Linked DNA regions of Anser cygnoides: region 1 is linked to region 2. The links are chromatin contacts, called in public Hi-C maps. All regions are on one chromosome and are shown on one strand. Each heading gives the region's core, a stretch centred on a gene start, on an enhancer-like site or on the middle of the called end of the contact. The rest is flanking DNA. Distances are from core to core; before and after follow the strand shown.

The links. A called contact is a pair of places that touch in the nucleus more often than the background predicts.
Region 1: a Hi-C map of fetal liver shows a contact between it and region 2, with 1.9 times the contacts expected there. The contact joins two enhancer-like sites. A contact is called at or near these places in 5 of 7 Hi-C or Micro-C datasets (fetal liver, granulosa cells and liver).

Annotation. Positions count from the first base shown.
Region 1 is chr16:9,442,136-9,446,635 of Taihu_goose_T2T_genome, forward strand. It overlaps PREX1 (phosphatidylinositol-3,4,5-trisphosphate dependent Rac exchange factor 1), which reads left to right. Exons shown (of 40, transcript XM_048072456.2): 30 at 1-20; 31 at 473-514; 32 at 2,302-2,519; 33 at 3,547-3,646; 34 at 4,293-4,436. It overlaps LOC106041348 (a long non-coding RNA gene), which reads right to left. Exons shown (of 11, transcript XR_010825206.1): 11 at 19-1,994. Among named protein-coding and RNA genes, the nearest start is that of PREX1, 160 kb to the left of the region's middle. Within about 2 kb of position 2,221, at least 1 of the 3 cell types and tissues checked has open chromatin away from gene starts, as enhancers often do. A contact at or near this core is called in fetal liver, where this site is marked.
Region 2 is chr16:9,274,394-9,278,995 of Taihu_goose_T2T_genome, forward strand. All of the region lies in intron 1 of ARFGEF2 (ADP ribosylation factor guanine nucleotide exchange factor 2), which reads right to left. Among named protein-coding and RNA genes, the nearest start is that of ARFGEF2, 7.3 kb to the right of the region's middle. Within about 2 kb of position 3,223, at least 1 of the 3 cell types and tissues checked has open chromatin away from gene starts, as enhancers often do. A contact at or near this core is called in fetal liver, where this site is marked.

The DNA of each region.
Region 1 (4,500 bases), core at 971-3,470, 170 kb after region 2:
CATACAAAAACATGTGGAAGGTCAGTAAATGGGGAAAAGTTTGTTATCAAATAGCCCTGATCTAATCGAGTCTAGCAGTTCAATTTATCATTTTATATCAATTTGTAACAACGCTGTACTGGGCTCTAAAGAAGAACAGGGAAAAGAGTCCTAAACCTGGTTGAACTGGAAGAGGGTAGCTGAATCCAATGTTTACACTCAGTGCAAAGCACTGGGCAGCAGTCACCTCCTTTGGGATTCATCCACACATGCAATTTGTTTCCAATAATTCCTGGTAGTTAATGGAGCATTTAGCTTGTAAAATTCTTTGATTTACACCTTACTTGTTTTTCTGTCATTAAAATGTCTGTGTAAGGACTACTATAGTATGTAGATATAGCCATGCAGGGGATGAGGACACTGTTAATCGAATAAAATCAAATCTACTTTGGCATCGTGTTAACTTGCGCCTTCCTTTCCTTCACTGTTTTAGATGGGAAGAATCAGCTGCTTTTGGCCTTGTTAAAATGCACAGGTAAGGGGTATCACTTTGTTGCAATACACTGTATATACATCGTCCCACCAGAACTTTTTGTGAATGCCTGTGCATACATCTAAGCGGTATTTCCTTTGCATTTAGCTTTAGTCCTGGCATTTTATGCTAACATTTCTTGTGTTCTGCATCTATGGCGGCCTTTTCATGCATCTGACATCTGTTCTTCAATTTACATTGCTTCAATTACAGTGTAGGTTGCTGTGTCACCTGGCTGGCCATTGATTTCGCACAAGCACTGTTTTTCTGTCTTCCTTTTTTCTTTTGTACAACCCGCATTCCCAGATGGCTTTTACTGTTTCCTTCTGTGGTGAGAACATGCAGCAAAAATGAGACCTATTGCACAACTGTCTGTGAGACCATGGACACTGACATCTTTCTAAACAGAGCAGGCACGTTAGGGATTTGGGACTGTGTATACTGAAATTACAGCCAGGAGGATACTAAGAACCTAAATGTGCAGGCAGCTCCTAAAACCACTGTGGCTAGACACCATTAATCTGTTACCATGCACAAAATGTTGTACTCACAGATCAAGTGACAGGCTGTTCCCAGGAGTGAATGTGCTGTCTTTTTATAATTGAAATATCTGTGTGGTGTATTTTTGTTTGAAAATGAGGTAATAAATAACTGCAATAGGCTGTCATTATTTCACTGTGCCGGCTTGATTCTCATGTTTTCATAGAATGAAGATGTTGGATTAGCATGGCTCTAAATCACCTCCGTGCTCCTGCCAGGCCTGGTCCGTGGGTCTGTCAAAACCAGCCTGCAGTGTCAGTCTAGTGTCCATAAAGGCTGCTTTTAATGACAACAGCTATACGGAGTCCATAAGTGTTTACCTATGCCCCATCCCCTCAGCAATTTCACCAGTATCCTCTGGAAAGAATGGAGGAGCAGGTGGCACTGAACTGGCTATGCCAGCTTTATGGCAGCAGGGATTCGCTAGCTTTGAGGGCAGTTCTAAGCTCTCTTTACCTTACTTTAGCAGTTCAGTTCGTACTGCTGGAAGGCGTGGTTGCCCTTCAGTTGAAGATAGGGCCCAGGGCCTAGACTTTATTGGTCAGTCTATTGTGGTCAGTGCTCCATAAAAATAATCCAGATCTTCAAAGCCTCTGAATGATGTCTTCAGCTTCTTTCTCTTGGGAACACTGCAGTGCCTATTGGAGGAGCCTGGGAAGTAGCTCTTCACTTATTCATGTTCCTCTTTGGCCTACAATCCCCTTAAGTATGACAAGGTTGCTTAGACCAGCATGTGGCTGCCTGGCAGCCTGACTGGAAGCAAAGTTAACATGGGAAATTCTCCCAGGAAACATAAACCAGTTGGTACCCTACTGGCAGGCCCAGTTAATGCATTAAGCATATGGGAAGCCCATGAAATACAGATGGATGAGGGGCAAATGAATCTCTAATAGCCCAGGAGAGAAGTAATGGCAGAGATCCTCTTTCATGAATTCTCTTGCTTCTGTAAACATAAAAAGAAGGGAATCAGTCCAGATTATGGCAATAAGGAGTTACAGCTCTTCCCAGTCAGAAGAATGAGCATGCAGATGGCAGAGGTAAAATAAAGAGTCAAGTGGCCTGGAAAATTTTCAGCAAAATTTTCCCATTGATGCTATCTTTATCTCTACAGCCAGGGCACGCAGCAAGAAGAGGTTATCTGTTATGTCTGTGCAAAGCTACAGCAGAAGTCAAATGTCATGCACACAGATACTACAATAGCAGTGAGTATTCTCATGACTACTTTATGCCTCTCTCCTCTTCTCTTGCAGATACTGAGCTACAGCTGAGGCGTGATTCCATCTTCTGCCAATCTCTTGTGGCTGCTATTTGCACCTTCTCGGAGCAGTTACTGGCTGCTCTCAACTATCGATACAACAACAATGGGGAATATGAAGAGAGCAGCAGAGATGCCAGCAGAAAATGGCTGGAACAGATAGCAGCCACTGGTGTTTTACTAAATTACCAGTCTCTGCTCTCCCCCACTGTGGTAAGATGAAGAGTTGCTGACACTCTTGGGTCTGTTCACATTTGTATGTGTGCTGCTCTGCCACTCACAATCCAGCCAGAGCCCTTTGTTCTAGCAGCATGTTGAGGCTCTCACTGCAGCAACCTCAGGAGACTCCCAATGCTGACAGCCATGCCCCAGTATTCCATATCCCATTACTTCCATCTCCTCACAAATACTGGATGGCTGTCACACTAGAGCACTGTCAGAATCAAACTGCTTTTATATTTGGAGTGATGTTGCTGCGTTTAGTTGCTCGGCTGTTGGTGAAGCATGTGTGGCCTGCCCTCTTCTGGTGAAATCACACATTTCAACGAGTGGATAAAAGTTCTGAGTATTCAGAGTTCCAAACATGAAAATCTAGACTTTTGTTCATACAGCGACTGTTTTTATAGAATAGATGGACTGAAGTGTATTTCTCACACAATGCCGTGGTGCAGTGATTTGAGCCTAAGCTAAAGGCACCATGTCAAAGGAGGAGAAGGTCTTGCATAGTTCACCTGCACCTAATGAGTAGATAATCCTCAGTAGATAAGCTACAGTAAAAATGTTAAGAGAAAAGCGTAAAAAAGGCAAATAGCTCTGACAGTATAGAGAAGTGACTTTTTTGGACTTTTTAAACATCATATATTGAATGTGTGCAATGATTATTCCTTCACATTGCACGGAATGTAAGGACATTTATTTCACAGTAACTGATAGGCTTTTCACATTTGTAGATATGGGGTAAAGTTTGGAAAAAGAGACACCTTCAAAATTATTCAGTGCTTCAACCTCTCTACTCTCTGTGAATCGCATCAAGCGACAGCCAAGCGAAGGGTAGCTAAGCTTGTATCACAAAGTTAACGAGCCATTAGTAGTTACCTTGGGGGTGTGGAGTTAGTGGAAAGCTTTGTATTCTGCTTTAGGTCTCCTGAAGCAAAGCACACCAGTAACAACTATCCTGTCCTGCTATTGATTTCCTTCTGGCAGATGATGACCTATTTGTATCTGGTTCTTTGCCCCACAGAAGGAGGAGCGTACCATGCTGGAAGACATCCAGGTCACACTGACTGAACTGGACAAAGTTGCCTTCTATTTCAAGCAGATGGATGAAAGTCTTGTAGCAAGTGAGTATTCTCAGTTTCTTTGGAGGTCTTTTTTCGTGTTTGTTTTATAGGTTACATTTTCCATGATTATAAATCTAACAGACCACATCAAACCTGGAGAGTACCCAGCAACCTCTCTGAAGGACTGTTGCATTCCCTCAGCTTCCTCTGCAAGCACACAACATAAAAGCAAGGATTTTGATATCCTGGGATGTCAGTGGCATGTTCTGTGATTTAGGTCTGTGCCAGTGTACCTGACTTGTGTGATTTCACATGTAGGAAGATAAGACAGATGATGAACAGTTCCTGACAGATATTTGTAATTAACCACTCTACCAAAGGAAGAAGGACTGTCCCTCTACAGCTCTTCTGTGTCCTCTGTCCCACCTTGCCACATCTCTCCCCATGTTTTCTATGAGATGCCATGAAATAAGATGGGATTTTAATTGTTAATCACATTTACTGTATTAGCATCAAACATCATGCTAGCTGCATCTTTTAAGGATAAACTTTCAGAACCTGTTTTCTCTCAGTAAAGGTTCTCCCATATTCATCTAATGGCAGAGATGTGAAATGTCATTAGATTATCTAACAAACTCAGGCAGCAATGGTTTCAGATTTGGCCTTCTGTGGTAATACAGCAACTGTTTTATCTTTATTTCTGCAGATACTCATGTCTTCTACCACATCGAAGGAAGTCGTCAGTCCTTGAAGGTTATCTTTTATCTTGACAGCTACTACTTCTCCAAACTGCCTTCTCGGTTTCAGAATGGGGGAAGCTTGAAACTACACACGGTGCTATTTACAAAAGGTATCTATAAAAAGCTTTCTTGAGAAAAATAAGCTAATAGATGAGATTAAAAGATTCAAAATAA
Region 2 (4,602 bases), core at 1,973-4,472:
TCACTGTTTTTGACTGCAGAGTGAGAAGTCTAATTGAGTGGAAAGATGCAAATGAAACTGAATAGCTCCCAAGCCCTGAAGTGTCAGAGAGGTGGAAGACCCAGGGCTGGATAATCACTCACTTGCAATTTTTTCCTGTCTGAGAGGTGATAATGAGACTTTATTTGCCATGCAAGCACTAGTTAGATTTGCATGTATCTAAATTCTATAGGACTGACTTGTTATACGATCTATCTTGCACACAAAAAAAACTATTTTGCGTTTTATTTTGATTTTCATTTAGATAATAGCGTAACTGTTCAGATATTGTTGACAGAAACGTATTCAGTAAATAGGAAAGAAACAACACTATGCAGGAATTGGGAAGAACCTGGTTATAATGCAACAAAAGTTTGTCAGAATGTCTTACACTGAAAGGAGTTAACAATGTTTGCAGACTCACAGGATTTTAGCAATTGCTCCTCTAATACACATCTGTATAACAGCCATGATTTTCCTTACTAGTGAGATGAATTCAGCCACAAGGAGAGCTATTAGTAGCATCTGGAACTAAGCTGCTAAATGACATTCTCTCTGACCTTTCTGCTGATCTTTATATCGCATAATTTCTTGCAAGAAACTTAACAGAATCATCAAGAAATGTCCCTGGTTTTTACCATACAGTACAGATTTTACTCATGTGCATTCAGAACTGTTCATGTTTTTCATAAGCCCAGTTCAAGACAGTTCCTTCGCTCCTTGATTCAGATTTAAGAAAACTTGTTTCCTTTCCTCCCAGCAGGAAAGGCTTCCTCTCTCTGCTCATTACTATAGTAATTAATTCTTTATTTGCTGTTAGGTATTCATTAGAAGAATCTTCATTTTTAACAAAAGGAGCTTTATTCTGGTTTCACCTCTTGTATCTTCTGCTTTCTGGGCCAGAATTAACATGAGCAACACAACAGAAGTTCTAGTGAACTCTCCAGTCACACTTACTTTACTTAACCTTCATTTTCTTTATTCTTTCAGTGTTTCCCAAATACTTTATGAGGCTAAATACTATGGAACAGAAGAAACACTATTGTTTCTGAGAAAACTGAAGGAAATGTGTGGGGAGAAATTGGGAGAATGGGACCATTTCTTTCTGTCTCCCCTGGACTGGTTCAGTTTATAAAGTGCAAAATGATTTTTCCATGTTGTTGCCACTGCAAACCTTTCCACTGCTCATCCTTCTTGAACACCTCTGTATCATCATCATGTTGGCTCTTATGACTTTCTTTTAAAAAAAAAAAAAGTATTTTAGTGCTGTAGTTTTATCCTATACTTTGTTACTTAGATCCCTGCTACCATTTTAAGGAAACTTCCTATGCAAAATTGTAGCTGCAGTATGTTGTACTGACACAGAAGAGGGAAGCTGTAAATTTCTGATCTGGTGTTATTAGGAAGCATGCTCAATTTGAAACCGAAATCATTCTGTAATTTGTTCAGCTAGTGGAATGGAAAAATAATTAACATATCACAGGTCATTCAAATGAAATATGGAGACTCGGATTTACTGAAGCCAGCCCTCGCCACCCTTATGCACATGGGTAATGTCAATGAATTCAGTGTGACTATCTATGTAATTACCTTGCCCAAGCTTAGTTTGTTGCTGTGACCTGATGCATACCAAACAGGAATCTGGCCTAAGCCTAAACTTCATGTACAGAAAACTGACTTCTGCCCCAGGATTTTGGTCCTTGAGGAATGGAAATACAGCTCCAGTGCAAGTCATCACCAAAGTACCAGCCATTCAGAAGAGAGAGCTTTGTCTACAAACTACTTAAGAGGCACTGTCTCCTCGTGCCTGGGAGAAAGCAAGGAAAAGAGGCATTTTTCTCCTTCTCCAGGGACTATCAGGGCTCAGGGCTGCTGTCTGAACTTTGCAAAGACTTTCAGAAAAGTCTGAATTGTGGAGGTCTTTCTCATGGCTTGGAACTATTTGCATAGTAAGACATTATGAAGATCAACAGTGGGTGTAAATGTGTAAAAAGGGCTGCATAATCTAGTTCAAGTCAACATCCTCAGAACAGGAAAGAAAATCCTGTTTAGAATTTATATTTTACAGTCACCCAACACCAGGGTGCCTCTAAGATCTATAAAATCTCAATCTCGTACATGCCAAAGACAAATACCTTACACTTTGGTAAGTATTTTTTTTCTTAAAAAAAAAAAAAAAAGTATTCTGCAGCATGTTATGTACATCTAATTCAAAGAAACTAATTTTTTTCCTTTTTTCCTTTCCATAGAGCTGTGTCTATGTGTCTACATGGCAACATTTTTCTTCAGTTCTGAAAAAGAAAGAGCATTTTTTTCACTTCTACTCCAGCTGGACATTCTGAAAAAAAAAAGCTTCAGATTTTTTTACTTTTTGACTTAATTGGCCAAATTTTTATCCAAGATGAAGATTTCTCGAAAGTGCTGAACTTCTGAAAGCAAAGGGGCCCAAACTGACTGACATCTTTGCTATTGTTAATGCAATTTGGTTGTTAAGAGAGGCTTCAAGAAAAACACATCTGCCCTGTTCCCTTCCATCTTCAGTCTAAGACATTCTGCGTGCTGTGTTCTGGGCCATTAGTGTTTACATCGTTTCATCTTCTGTGGCAAAGCATATTGGCCTCCTCCTAACTTTAATCTGCTGTCACTGGCTTCCTGTTATGTATGATGTTACAGCATCCACACTGTAATTCAAATTAAAGTGTTTTGTGATTTCACGAGTGATACTGTCGGTTTAATGGCATTTTTATTGCTACTCTTATTTTTAATGTTTCTGTACAAAATCAGCAAGTGGAAAAAAAAGCCCTTTTTGATAATATCAATAAGGCAAAAAAAAAAAAAAAAAAAAAAGTCTGATTCCCATTCTCCGAAGGGTCTGCTGTAGTCAATTAGTATTCTGTTAGAGCTTGGTGATGTTTTCCCAGAATGTCTTTCTACGCCTACGCTGTGAGCTCACAGCCCATGCACTGACCTTATAGAAGTGGTTATAATTTCATGGACCGCATCCAGCATTGATGCATGTAGCAGTGTAAGGCTATAGTTTCACAAATGGCTTTCAACTGATCTGCATATTAGTTGCTGCCAAAGGAGGCAGTCCCATCCTTCTCTCAGCCTTGCCCTTACCACAAGACCTTAGGTCTCCTCTCATGCCAGCGGCGGCTCTTAGGGGTTGCACACTGAGCCAGTCAGGGAAAAAATCTGTCTGAAAAAAGGAGCTTTTGTTTGTTTGCCTTCCGGTTAATTTTCAGCTGGATCAGCTGATCCTGATCCTGTTCACCACAGTGTCACAAAAGAGGTGGTGAAAACACGCAGCAACGGAGGAAGGGGAAAAAGGGTAGCCCACACTTAGATGGGCTTACATCCAATAATGAAACCACAGCCTGAGCTGCATATAGGAGTAAATTTCTCCTGATTACATGAATTCAGCCCTGTAGGTATAAAATACATGCACTACGATAACTATAGAGAGAGTTTTACCATTAATACAAGAAGTCCAGGGAGACCACAAATGCAAACTTAGGTATTATGAAAAAGCTATCTATTTTGTGCTAATCTGATATCTAACTGGTTGAGTCCACCCTTAGACAAAGATCTTTGGTTTATCAAGTGCGGACTTCCTTTGCTCTCAATATTTAGTGGTGAAGGGTTCACATATTATTTCACAAATGCTTATTACTGAAATCACTCCATATTTAAAAAAAAAATATTATTACTGCACTAAATTGCAGGTGTAGACAAAAAATAGAAATTACAGCTCTGCTTAAATACACTTGAAGCACTGAATATCAAAGCAGCAGCTGATGCAGCACCACATTACATGAGGTTTTGCTCCTTTCCCTTACACCAACACTGGAAATAGGCCCCAGTTTAGTCAATCACTTATGTGTGATCTGAACATAAACATGTGAATGATCCATTCATTCTCAACAAGCATCTTAAGCACTTGTCGCAGCTGAAAGCCAGTGGACCACAGATTGCTGAGCTATTGCCAATCCCTAGCCCCCAAAAGTCGGGATCTGCATCTTCAAAAGCACTGAGGCACATGGGAAAAAGCAGAGACTGGAATGGGAGAAAAGAATAAATGGATGGATAACTTGTATTTTGTTTATCTAATAAAACATTTTTTCTTTTGTCTTGAAATCTCTGTTGCATGAGAGACTTTTTTCCTGCCTTTAATTATGAAAACCATACAAGTTCAGAAGTGGCTGCATAATTCTAGTCTCCACCTCTTAATTTTTTTAAATTCACATTGGTTGTGCTGTCCAAAAGGTAGGTGGCTTTTCCTGTAGGATATACTGGTGGCTGATAACAACAAGACACAAATGTGTTTAGGAAGAAGCAATTCATAAACAAAAACAAGCACCACCATTCATGTTATTATTATTATTTTTTTTGCTTCATGTACTTACAGTGAATAAAATACAAAAAGTGCCTTTTAGTTGGTTATGTTAGCTCAGGGCAAATACTTATTTGCAATACTATCTGCAAAACGTCCAGCAGCCTCTCTTAGTACTGCTCAAAACAACAAATTTAATAAGAATATTAATTTGACAAGAAAGAAAAAAAAAAAAGCAAATTTATTTTCAT